2 separate regions of the Xenopus laevis genome follow, and region 1 is linked to region 2. Evidence: chromatin contacts called from public Hi-C data. All regions are on one chromosome and are shown on one strand. The core of a region is the stretch at or near the end of the contact, and the rest is flanking DNA. Distances in the headings are between cores, read along the strand shown.

Region 1 (5,884 bases), core at 3,144-5,643, 400 kb before region 2:
TTTCTGTAAGAGAACTTTTCTTTCTGCTAGAGGCAGTATGTCTTCTACGGAAAGAGTTAATTACTCAGCTTGCTTTATCCAGATAACACAGGCTAGGTTTATTTAGCTTGCAAACCAGCTGCACATGCTCCACAGCGGGAGAGATATGAAGTCTTGGGGGAGGGGGATGAAGCTTGTCAGTCATTAACCAGCCTTTGCTATGTGGGGGAGGGGGTCCAGTAGGGCTGGGTGTGGTGACACTGTTGGTGGGGGGAGTGAATGAGTGAGCACTGCACTTTGTGGTCATTACCAAGCAGAAGTCTCCCAGAGCAGTAAGATCTCTTGGGCAGCTAAGGGGAAAGGATGGCTGAATCCCTTGTCTGAGCCCAGGGGGACCATCCTTTCATTCTCACTTCAAGGGACACTATCCCCCATTTTATATTCTTTCTAAACATTTTGCTTAGAATGCACAGTGTTTGATTACTTTGTAATTTATTATATTTTTGAATGTTTTTTTTTCTCTCTCATGGGATGATTTATTTGTTTATTGTTCCTGAGCAATCGAGCCAGATTTAATGACCAGTTACCAAACTTTTTAGAGAACTGGACAGCCAGGAGAATGGGTCAAACTTCTGTTTATTCCAGATTTTTGCAGCCTGGCCACTCTGGATTTTAATGGGTCAAGCCAAACAATAGATGACCTGCAAAGAAAATGTATATATATATATATTTTTTCTATTTTTTAATCTTTGCCAGACATAAAAATGTATATTCTGACCGCAAGTGGAGTATAACCATAATTCTGCTGCACAGGAACTTCTAACTTAAGGGCTTTACTGTTACTACATGTAAATATGCAAATCCTGAAATACCTTTAAATAGAAAAAGAAACGGTTGTGCCATCTGGGCAACCCCCTCCCCTGCACATGCTATCTGTAGAGCCTTTTAATGTCCCTAGCAGTGCACAGAGTTAAAAGCTGAGGCTGTGACTTCCTGCTACGTGGTCAAGCTGACATGCAGAGCCTGTGACTCCCAGACACACAGTGTGCAGTGCAGCTAGCCACAGGAAGAACCAGCCTCGGAGATATTGCTATGTGGAATGAGAGTGCTTTGCTGTTAACTCCTCTGCTGAAAGGGAGGATATTTGCCACCTTGTTTTTGGTTGAGGAGTTTTCAAAATGAGACTATCCAGCTTCTGGTGAACTAGGACTCCTCAGCCTTCAGCTGCTGCCACTGCTAGTTGCTGTTGTTCAACAACAGCTGCAAGTGTGTTAAACATTCACTGTCTGGTGCCACAGTTTTGTCACTCTGCAGGAAGTGTACATGCTTTGCTCTGTAACAAAAAAACGATGCAACGCGAGCCTTTGTTGATTGTGCCTTGCCTTGTGTTTAGTGTAGATTGCGCAATGTGTGCCAGAAACAAGGAACAGTGGTGATCATATTTTCTTATCTGAAAGGCAAGGCTTAATAATGCAGCAGTATGTGGCTCATCCCAGGGTTGGTTGCTAAAGGTGACATTGCAAGTTATATTTTACAGTAAAAGGCAAAATGAATCAGCTGGGGCAAGCTAAGATCCCAGTTGTAAACACAGTGGTTGGATAATAAACTTGAATAATACTACTGTGGAACCAGTTATACACAGTGTTGCACTTACACAAAATGAATATAGTTCTACACCTACACACAAAAATGCTTATACAAAAACAAACACAAGTTCTGGACATATACTACAAAGAATACAAATTACTGATCTTATACAATAAACAAAGTTCTGTATTTATACCATAAAGAACAAAGATCTGCACTTATACAAAAAATGAACACACAGAACACACAGTTCTGCACATCTACAAAACACACAAGTACTGCCCTGATACAAAAAAAACACTAGAGTTCTGCACTTTAGACAAAAAACACCCAAGTGCTATATTTATCCAAATATGTTCACCCAATGTTCAACGTGTATACTGAAAAAGAACAAAGTCCTGTGTTTTGGATATTGCAACTTTGGTTAAAAATTGCCTTGTTAACAAATAAACTAGGTAAGGTTTTTCAAGTCAGCAAACAGCATAGTAAAATTTACGCTCCCATGCTTGCCTTTACTGCTCAAAAGGTTTTTTTCAGAAAAACAGGCTGCTGTAAAAGTGGGGATGTCTGTAAAGTTTGCCTGTATTTACAGGCTTCAGGGCCTAGCTTTGGCATGCTACGAGATAGGTTTGCATATGCGATAGGTTTGCATATGCGGTTGCACCCTTTATTTAGCCTGCACTCAGTCTTTCTCATCTCTGTTTTATCTAATGCCTTCACTATGTGGCTGCGTTGACTCGTTCCCAGGGATCTGGCAGACGTTCAAGGTCTTGTGATATGATTAACAAGCCAACTTCTTGTCCTTTGACACAAGAGCCCTGGCCCAGCACAGCCTTATTTACTAGTGGTGGTGCTAGGCTTTAAACTTTGCAAATCTGCATGGACTGTTTCACTGCCTGCTGTAGATTTCTGTAATCTAGGGGCTCATCCAAGACGGTCTAGGCCAGCTCAATTTACTTCTTGCTATGTTTGACTTATCTGTATGATGAATAGATTTTACGACAATCTGCTTTGTAAAATTTCTACTTTATTCTGGCTTCTTTAGCAAAATGTACATTTAACTGGAACTCAAAAACAGGGTCTGTGTTGCACACTTGGACTGGAACTTTCTAAGCACAAAAGAATTCCATAATCCGCTGTCATATGGAGGGTTAATCCTGTAACTGTATTGCTGCGCTGTCAGTTCAGGATCTCTGGAAGGCCAGACTGCCAAAAGAAAAAAAAAGTTTCCGCCTCGTTTCCAGAGCATTTTTCTAGCACACAGACAAGGGAGGAGAGGAAATAAACAGGAAAGAAGGGAAGGGTGGTCAAGTTTCCCTCACTGAGACACCCTGCTGTCAGTGCCCCTGGAGTGAGAGATCTATGGGAAGCAGAAAACAACAAGCAGTGGGGCTGTGGATTCCTCACTCCAGAAGGCAGTCATCAAAGTGAGGGAACAAGTGTTGTGGGAAAAGTGACAGCCCAAACTCCAGCACATATGCCAGTGTGTTATAAGTATGAGCACTAATATTTAACCCCCTGAATTTCTCGCTGATCCTGTGCTCACTTCTGTTATACGTGAACGACTCAACCTGCACTAAGCAACTCTGATCTTCTGCAGCATTGCACTGTACATGGATTTAGATACAACATGAACATCTAATCTATGGCCCTCCAGTTTCTCCCGATTTGCAAAGGGGAGGAATTGCAACACTGTCCTTAATTTACATCGTGCTCAGAAGCTATGTGGCGCTTTACAAAATTCTAACAAATAAGGGGCTCGCAGACAAAGGTTATGCAATGGAACTGGTGCTTTATATGAACGGATTAGACGACCGTGCACATAACGCCTTTTAGAAATACATAAAGCAACGGGCTCACACAGCCAAATCTGTATCTGCTGGGTTTTTGACCGTGAGCTGCTGGAAGCTGCAGTTCAATCACAGCCACTCAAGCGCACTACATTTCCAGGAATTGTATCATGTATCCCTATCAGTAGTTCTGATTTTCAGTCACAGGTAGGGTTGCCACCTGACCGGTAAAAATGATGGTTGATCCCAATGTTATTAATAGGAAATAAAGATAAATATGTGAGAAAGCCGGTATTTTTTTTTTTTCCAGAAAAGGTGGCAACGCCAGTCACAGGTCGCAATCTTGGTTCTTTCACCACAGGTAAACGTTACATTGAGCTTGATGTGCTGCACTTGGGATTAGCAGGAATCTTATAATGCTCTTCTTGTTTAGCTTTAGGACACTGGCAATGCCCAGACAATAAATGTAACAGTCCCACAGGCATAGAAGATCGATTATATTCTAAAGGGACTGGCGCAGTGCAGCCATTGCTGCAAATTAGAAATGATACACCACGTGAAAACCGCCTCACACCCGAACCGTGAGGTAATTATTTAGCAGAAACTCAAAACACGCGTCTCAAGCAAAACGAATCTTTCAAGTAAAGTTTTCCCCTCACTGAGCACGTAATTGTTCAGTATAAAAAGATCAGTGATTTTTCAACATATCGTTATGGATCCCTGGCTATATACGCGTGCATAAATAAGGCATCGAACAGGCGGCTCAATTCTATAACGCGCAGAACCGCAGATAACTAGAGCGCACGGTGTCGTGTCACAGTGTGACTGTGTAGAAGAGAGAGAAAGTCAGTCGGGTCCTCCAGAAGGAAATTGGCGGCACCCAATAGGAAACGAGGAGGCGGTGACGCCAAGGGGAAGTGCTTAGCCTCACAGAGAGCGGCTGGGTCACGGCTCTGGCTCCTCCTCCCCGCTCCCTTCTGCTAGTTTATATAGTGGAGCGCTGCATGCTGTCCGGGGAGTTCTAGTCCGTCAGCTCACACTTGCACTTATATTAACCAACCAGCCTTTCCCACTCCTCCCCCCTGCCTGGGCCGCTGGTGGAATATTCCCCATTAAACGGACCAGTCCATTTACCATCCTTCCCCCCTGTGACTTCAGTCGTGGCTATTCCAAAGCCTCTCAAGCACGAGGGATTTGCCGCTCCTCCGGGGGACGCGCCGAGAAACCTCCAAACTGGATCTGGAAATGTCTGCGACCCTTTTATCCGCCTTCTACGACATTGACCTGTTGTACAAGGTACGTTCCTGCTTTTGGCCTCGACTTGGGATGGGGAAATGTTTTAGCCTAGTGTTAACTGTGTGGGAATTGTCTGCGGCTTCTCAACTCGAATCTGTGGCTCTCCAGCTGTTCGAAGGGGCTTATGGGAGTTGTAGTTTAGTTGAGAGACTTGTTCTGTTAGAATGGACTCCGCTGTCGGTGGTTGCTGCTTTTCCCGTGCCCTGAGTCTACTCCCTGTCCCTCTCTCCTCACTTGCACTGGAGGCTAAAGCCCTAGGGCGGGGTTTCTCTTCCCAGCAGGAGTCTTGCACCAAACTGGGGTCCCCCTGCTATGAAGCCCCACAGACTAGACTCTTGTGCTCTGCAACTTCTTTTGAGTTGAGTTTGTGGGCCTCTTGCTCTTGGAAATAGGTTCCTCTACTCCACACTGCACAGTGTTGGGGCCCCTTTATTTTATTGCCCCCAGTTGGTACTTTTTTTTCCCCTCTAGTTGATTTAAAGCAGTTTTATCACAGGGCTAGTGGCCATGGGCTCTTGGGGCTTCCTGTGTAGGGTTAGTGGCTCCCTGTGTAGGGTTAATGGCCCAGGCTGTTGGGTCTCCCCGTGCAAGGTAAGTGGTCCCTTGCTCTTGGGGCTCCCTGTGCAGGGTTAGTGGCCCTGGTCTCTTGGAGCTCCCTGTGCAGGGTTAGTGTTCCGGGCTCTTGGGGCTCCCTCTGCAGGGTTAGTGGCCCCGGGGCTCTTGGGGCTCCATGTGCAGGATTAGTGGCCCCGAGCTCTTGGAGCTCCCTGTGCAGGGTTAGTAGCCCCGGGCTCTTGGAGCTCCCTGTGCAAGGTTAGTGGCCCTTGGGTTCTTGGGGCTCCCTTTGCAGGGTTAGTGGCCCCTGGGTTCTTGGGGTTCCCTTTGCAGGGTTAGTGGCCCCTGGGTTCTTGGGGTTCCCTGCTTGTGCAGGGTTAGTGGCCCTAGGCTCTTGATGCTCCCTGTGCTGTGGGTTTTTTTTCTTTTGCAGTGAGATATGGGGCTCACTTGTGTTTGCAGTGCTTGAAGTTGTTGCAGCATTCTGTTTAGTAGCAGTGTCTCTGGCGCTATAGTCTACACTCCTGTTGCAAGGCAGTATGGGTAGGAGACGCCTCTGTGGTTTGTTGCTTGAGTTAGGAGGCTCCTTGGAGTGCAGTTGCCATGTGCTGGGTGGCAGTGCCAGAGCCTGCTGTCTGCTTAGTTACCTTTTACTGGCGTGGGGGGAGGTGACTTGC
Region 2 (5,292 bases), core at 1,243-3,742:
GCGTTCAAAGCGAGGTCAGGCAGGCAAGGGTCAAAACCGAGAGATCAATCAGAGGGATACGGCAGAAGAGGTAGTCGAAATTCAGGCAATGGATCAGGGTACAGAGGTCAGAATCGTCATTAACAGGCAGGGGTCACAACAGGTAGTCAGAATCAAGTACAGAATCAGAATAGCAACAGCTAAAGGCACCAGGAACAACCTATAACGGGCAATGAGAACTAGAGGAATGGCCCTTTAAATATTTGAATTTAACGAGAGAATGATCAATAAAGCTCTTCAGTATCTAATCTTGAATATATATATAAAAAAGGACAAAAATAAAAAGATACATTTCTAAATGGTCTTGGGAATTTTTGTAGAATGATTTCTCTTGTTTGTTGCTGAGTCCACAAATGTTCTTCAGCTTTGTCAGCCAAACCCCTAAGGCTAATGATGCAAGAGCTGGAACATTGTAATTGAATAACCAAACACCAGGCATAAGTAATTAAACACTTGAATACCAAAATGTTGATTTTTTTGTTTCACAACACTACACACATGAAGACTCAAATGCACATTCTACATATTTAAAGCATTTATACTAAAGATTATTGGTGTTAACTTATTGGTGTTTAGCTGTTTAAATGAATCCAGAAGATTTGCCAACCAACATGCAACCAGACAATATGCAGTTGGTGGTGTAGTCACTCCATATCACTACACTACAGATCACCTATGATATGCTAGCTTTCCATGAGTGTAGCGTGGGTCATGTGACAAACCAGTGGACCCAATTATGGGGACCACTGACCTGACCTGGATAATGAACTTAATATTGTGGAATACGCCACCTACCAAGAATGAAGACGAGTAGTGTTCTGCACATAATAAGGACTATTGGGGCCTGCTTTTAAGTTAAGTTTTTTTTCTGCAGGTAGAAGATCAGAAACCACCCCTGTTAATTCTACTTGCACCTGAACGATCAAATGCCTAATAGTAACAGCACTGGCACTTTTCTGCTTGAAAATGCTTTTATAAACCGAAGAACCAACTACTGGCACTACCTACTTATTTGCATTCAAGTGAGACAACAGGGCAGGTTCAGGAGCTACGTGACTGGCTGCAATAAGATGGCCTGTTAAAATAAAATAAATCGTGTTTTTTGTACTGATTTCTTCATTAGGTATGGGCAGGGCTAGAACTAGAGTTAGGAAAAAGAGGCATGTTCTCAGGGCATAACGGTGATAGTGGGGGTGCTAGGCACATACTACTCCTAGTCCCCCACTACTCACTCATCCCTTAACTTATCTCTTATTGCCTTTAACACCAAACATACAAAAGTGTGGCCGCTGTTCTGTTGTCCCATTCATTTGGCAGCCCTATATATGCCAAGATAGTTGGGCAGCATGGTCACATTTGGTCAAACTTAGGGATGGGCGAACTTTTTCGCCTTGTTTCGCCACGAAAATGACGCCCATAGACTTGAATGGCGTTGTGCGTCAAAAAAAAAAGACACGCGTCAAAATAATATCGTCGTGCGTCAAAATAATTCCGATGACCATTGACTTTAACGTGCGTCAGCTACAGTTTGCTGGCGGCTAATTTTTGGCGAAGCGAAACAGGTCAAATTCGCCCAAGCCTAGTCAAACTGCTTGATCACAGATGAAGGGGAGCACCTGTTGAGGGGTCATGCCCCCAAACTGGTGCATATATATATATATAGATATAGATATGCTTCTAATATACTTGTTTTACTAAGGTGCACATGGACACATGGTAACCCTGTATGTAATACCTACCTTGAGGAGGGATTCCAGTACAAAGCTCCCTGTGTATATAATGCCCACACCCACAACCAACTAAAAAACAAATGCTGGTCTCTATTGGTAAATCATGTGCCAGTTGCTGTGTATGTTACTTATCTGGCACCCAATACTGGATTTCTGGGAGAAAATGCTTCATTGAAGGTAATAAAATGTTTGATAACTTAAGTGTGATTTTGAGCGTTGTTGACTTCACCAATAAACCTTTATATTCCAATTATACTAAATATTGACTGTACAGTGTGCAGAGATTACAGATTAAGCAGAATTATTATCTTTTTTCATGGGAAAAACAGAAAGAGCGCGGGGTTTTCGAGTTGGAAGCACTGTTTTCTAAATGAGCGCATTTTCTTCCTATTTGATAGAAATGAATCTATGGAGCCTGTGAGTCATTTGCCATCTGTTGCTGGGCAAATTAGAATTGCTGATGTGGTTTTGGCCTGGCCTTGCAGTGTTTATAAAGAGGAAAAAAGTCTAAAAGAGCTCATGCTATTGATGGTTGCTTCTTCCAGGCACTGCTCTCAGCCCTGTTAAAAAATTATTCCAATTGTCCTGAATGAGAACTTCAAACCTCTCTGTGAAACCAGCAAAATTACTCAATTAATGTGGAGCCCATTCTGTGTGGTTACCATATGAATGAGTAAGTGGGCAGTGTGAGTAACATGGCAGGGAAGAACACAAGAGGATATCTGAGGTCAGCCTGCAGGGTAAAGGAATCCTAAACAATGAAGGCTTTGGTTTGAGATTCGGGGAGAAGAATGGCAACTCTGCAGCCTGATTTCAATGGAGCCTGGGAGAGTATTAGTACAGATTAATAGTCCTGTGTGATGGAACCCAGCATCCATTAAAAACATACAGATTTGACCTCTGGTGCAGATGGACATTCTTATAGATCAGCTAAATTGTCCAATATTTCATCAGCGAGGGCTCAAAATATCACCGCAGCTTCAATGAACCTCGGAAAGAGTCAGTAAGTGCGTGTTCTGCTATGGACAAAGACTACTTTATTTGCTATAGAAATCTTTTTGGCAGACAACATTTCCCATTCATTATCTTTTTTTCTTACAAGCCAGGAACACCGAATCAAGTAGCAGTCATGATGGCTTGTCTTTGTTAAAGCATAAGATGCATTAATAGCACTAAAAGTAATGGGCGAATCTGTGCCGCAAAATTTGCAAAAGGCATTGAAGTCAATGGGCGTCCAAATAATTTTGACGCACGACAATTTTAGGCGTGTGACAATTTTGACGCGCATAAAAAAATAATTTTTGGGTGTGGCTGATTTTTCGTTGCCGAATCGTTGCCACGGTTATGCTAATTCATTCGGTTGCAACAAAACACGTAAATTCAGCACAAATTCGCATCACTAGTAATTGCATCTGCAAGTATGGGTGCTCTAATATGGAAGTGATAGAGCCGTAATTCATTAAGGAACATTCTCGTGCATTCCCACAGACTTTCCAATGTGTCCTCTTCTGATGAATGGTGCAACACTGGGCTAATTAATGCTGAGGAACCCTGGCTATCACCACCCTGTCCCTTGTGCTAACTCCAAGGTTCCCACAGAAGGTTTAGTCAATAGGACTTGGTTAATTGGATGCAAATACTGCTTTATGGGAAATTATGGGATTTTTAGGCTGAAATCAAAATGTTCTCCATGAACTTCCGTATAGTTGCCTTCCTCCTGCCTCCTGTTGTGACTCAAGTGCTGCAGCACAAGGTTGTTCACGCTGGAGAAGAGGCGCTTAAGGGGTGATATGATAACTATGTATAAATATATAAGGGGATCATTTTAGTTCCAGCAAGAACTGCAGTTTGATAGCTTGCAACATATATGAATCATCTACAAGCATTTAGCCACAGATAAGGCAGCTCATTGTTTTTGCCAAAACAGGAAATTTAGAAAGAGATGTGTCAGACGTTTCCCTTGCACAAAACATTTCTGATGCCGCCAATCTACCAGCTAATCAACTGGAGGGAGGTTTCTGTATAATATGATTAGCAGGGGATACTTAATGTTTATTTTACATTATGGTGCTGCAGATTTAAGATGAGCAACCTATATGGAATTAACAGATCTTATTTTAACATTGGGTCCAAATGAATGCTTAAAGGGATACTGCCATAGGTAAACATGTTTTTTTTTCCAAACTGCATCAGTTAATAGTGCTGCCCCACTGCACTGAAATCCGTTTTTCAAAAGAGTAAACAGATTTTTTAATATTTCATTTTGAAATCTGACATAGGGCTAGCATAATGTCAGTTTCCCAGGTGCCCCCAGTCATGCGACTTGTGGTCTAATAAACTTGAGTCACTCTTTACTGCTGGACTGCAAGTTGGAATGATACCAACTCCGCACCCAGCAGCCCATCAGCAAAACAATGGGAAGGTAACCAGATAACAGCTCCGTTAGATATTAGAACAGCACTCAATAGTAAAAATCCATGTCCCATTGTGATCATGTCCCACATTGAGCAGGAGAAACAACAGCCTGTCAGAAAGCAGTTTCGTAGTGCAGCACTGGCTCTTTCTGAAAGCACATGACCAGGCAAAATGACCTGAGATGCACCTACACACCAATATTATAACTAAAAAAACTACACGTGTTGGGTTAAGAATGAAATTTTACATGGGAAAGTGAATTATTTGCAGTGTAAACAGTGTAAATTAGAAATAAAAGCTACACCATAAAAAATCATGGCATAATCCCTTTACTGTGGCTTTGAACTATGTGATTGTGTCCAAACAAGGGTCTTGCATGGCGGTAGCTATATAGTGGTAAGTTGGGTAGGTGCCTGGTAAAGCACTAGGGCAGCATGGTGGGTAGTACTGTTTGGATGCTCTCTTCGTGTCTGCAAAGTTTTCCTCCCACACTCCAAAAACAGCAAGGTTATTGCGTGATAAAATTGACCATACTGTGTGTAAATGTGATAGGGATCTTAGGTTGTAAGATCCACTAAGGCAGTGAATGGTACATACTGTAATCTCCATAAATGTGCCGGTGCTATATAAATATCAAAAAATACAACACAAGGCATTTTAAGCCCTTTATTTTCCTTTCAGGATATATAAATCTCTAAACTTAAATTTAGAAGAGCATTGGCAGTACAGCTATATATTGCAGTACAGCCAATGACCCACTTTCCCATCAGGTGTTGCACAGTGGATTGGGAGATTCTAATAAGGGAGGTATATACCTTCTAGAATCTTTTATAAGATAGCGCAAACAGGGAGAATAACAGGGGCTGTGTTCACCGAGGTAGGAAAAGACAGGACAGGTGCTGGGATTGATGAGTAATCACCTGTAGAAAAGAGACAGGCTAAGAGTGAGCTGTTCAAAAAGTTGGAAGTGGAAGAGGAGCTGGTAGAGTTTGAGGGAACAGAGAAGAGCTAAGCTGCCAGGGGATCAGCCAGTTCTTGTTTTACACAAATTAACTTTGTTTGTGTTTTGGTGTATGAACCCTGCCATGAATAAAACACAGGCACAAAC

Evidence for each region. A called contact is a pair of places that touch in the nucleus more often than the background predicts.
Region 1: a contact with region 2 is called in a Hi-C map of the XTC cell line, with 4 times the contacts expected there. The contact joins the promoter of zfp36l2.S here to the enhancer-like site in region 2. A contact is called at or near these places in 2 of 4 Hi-C or Micro-C datasets (the XL177 cell line and the XTC cell line).

The regions. Positions count from the first base shown.
Region 1 is chr5S:20,133,811-20,139,694 of Xenopus_laevis_v10.1, reverse strand. It overlaps zfp36l2.S (ZFP36 ring finger protein-like 2 S homeolog), which reads left to right and starts at 4,393. Exons shown (of 2, transcript NM_001087141.1): 1 at 4,393-4,652. The coding sequence starts at 4,602.
Region 2 is chr5S:19,730,426-19,735,717 of Xenopus_laevis_v10.1, reverse strand. No RefSeq gene overlaps it. Among protein-coding and RNA genes, the nearest start is that of trnai-uau, 190 kb to the right of the region's middle. Within about 2 kb of position 2,492, at least 1 of the 7 cell types and tissues checked has an H3K27ac peak or open chromatin away from gene starts, as enhancers often do.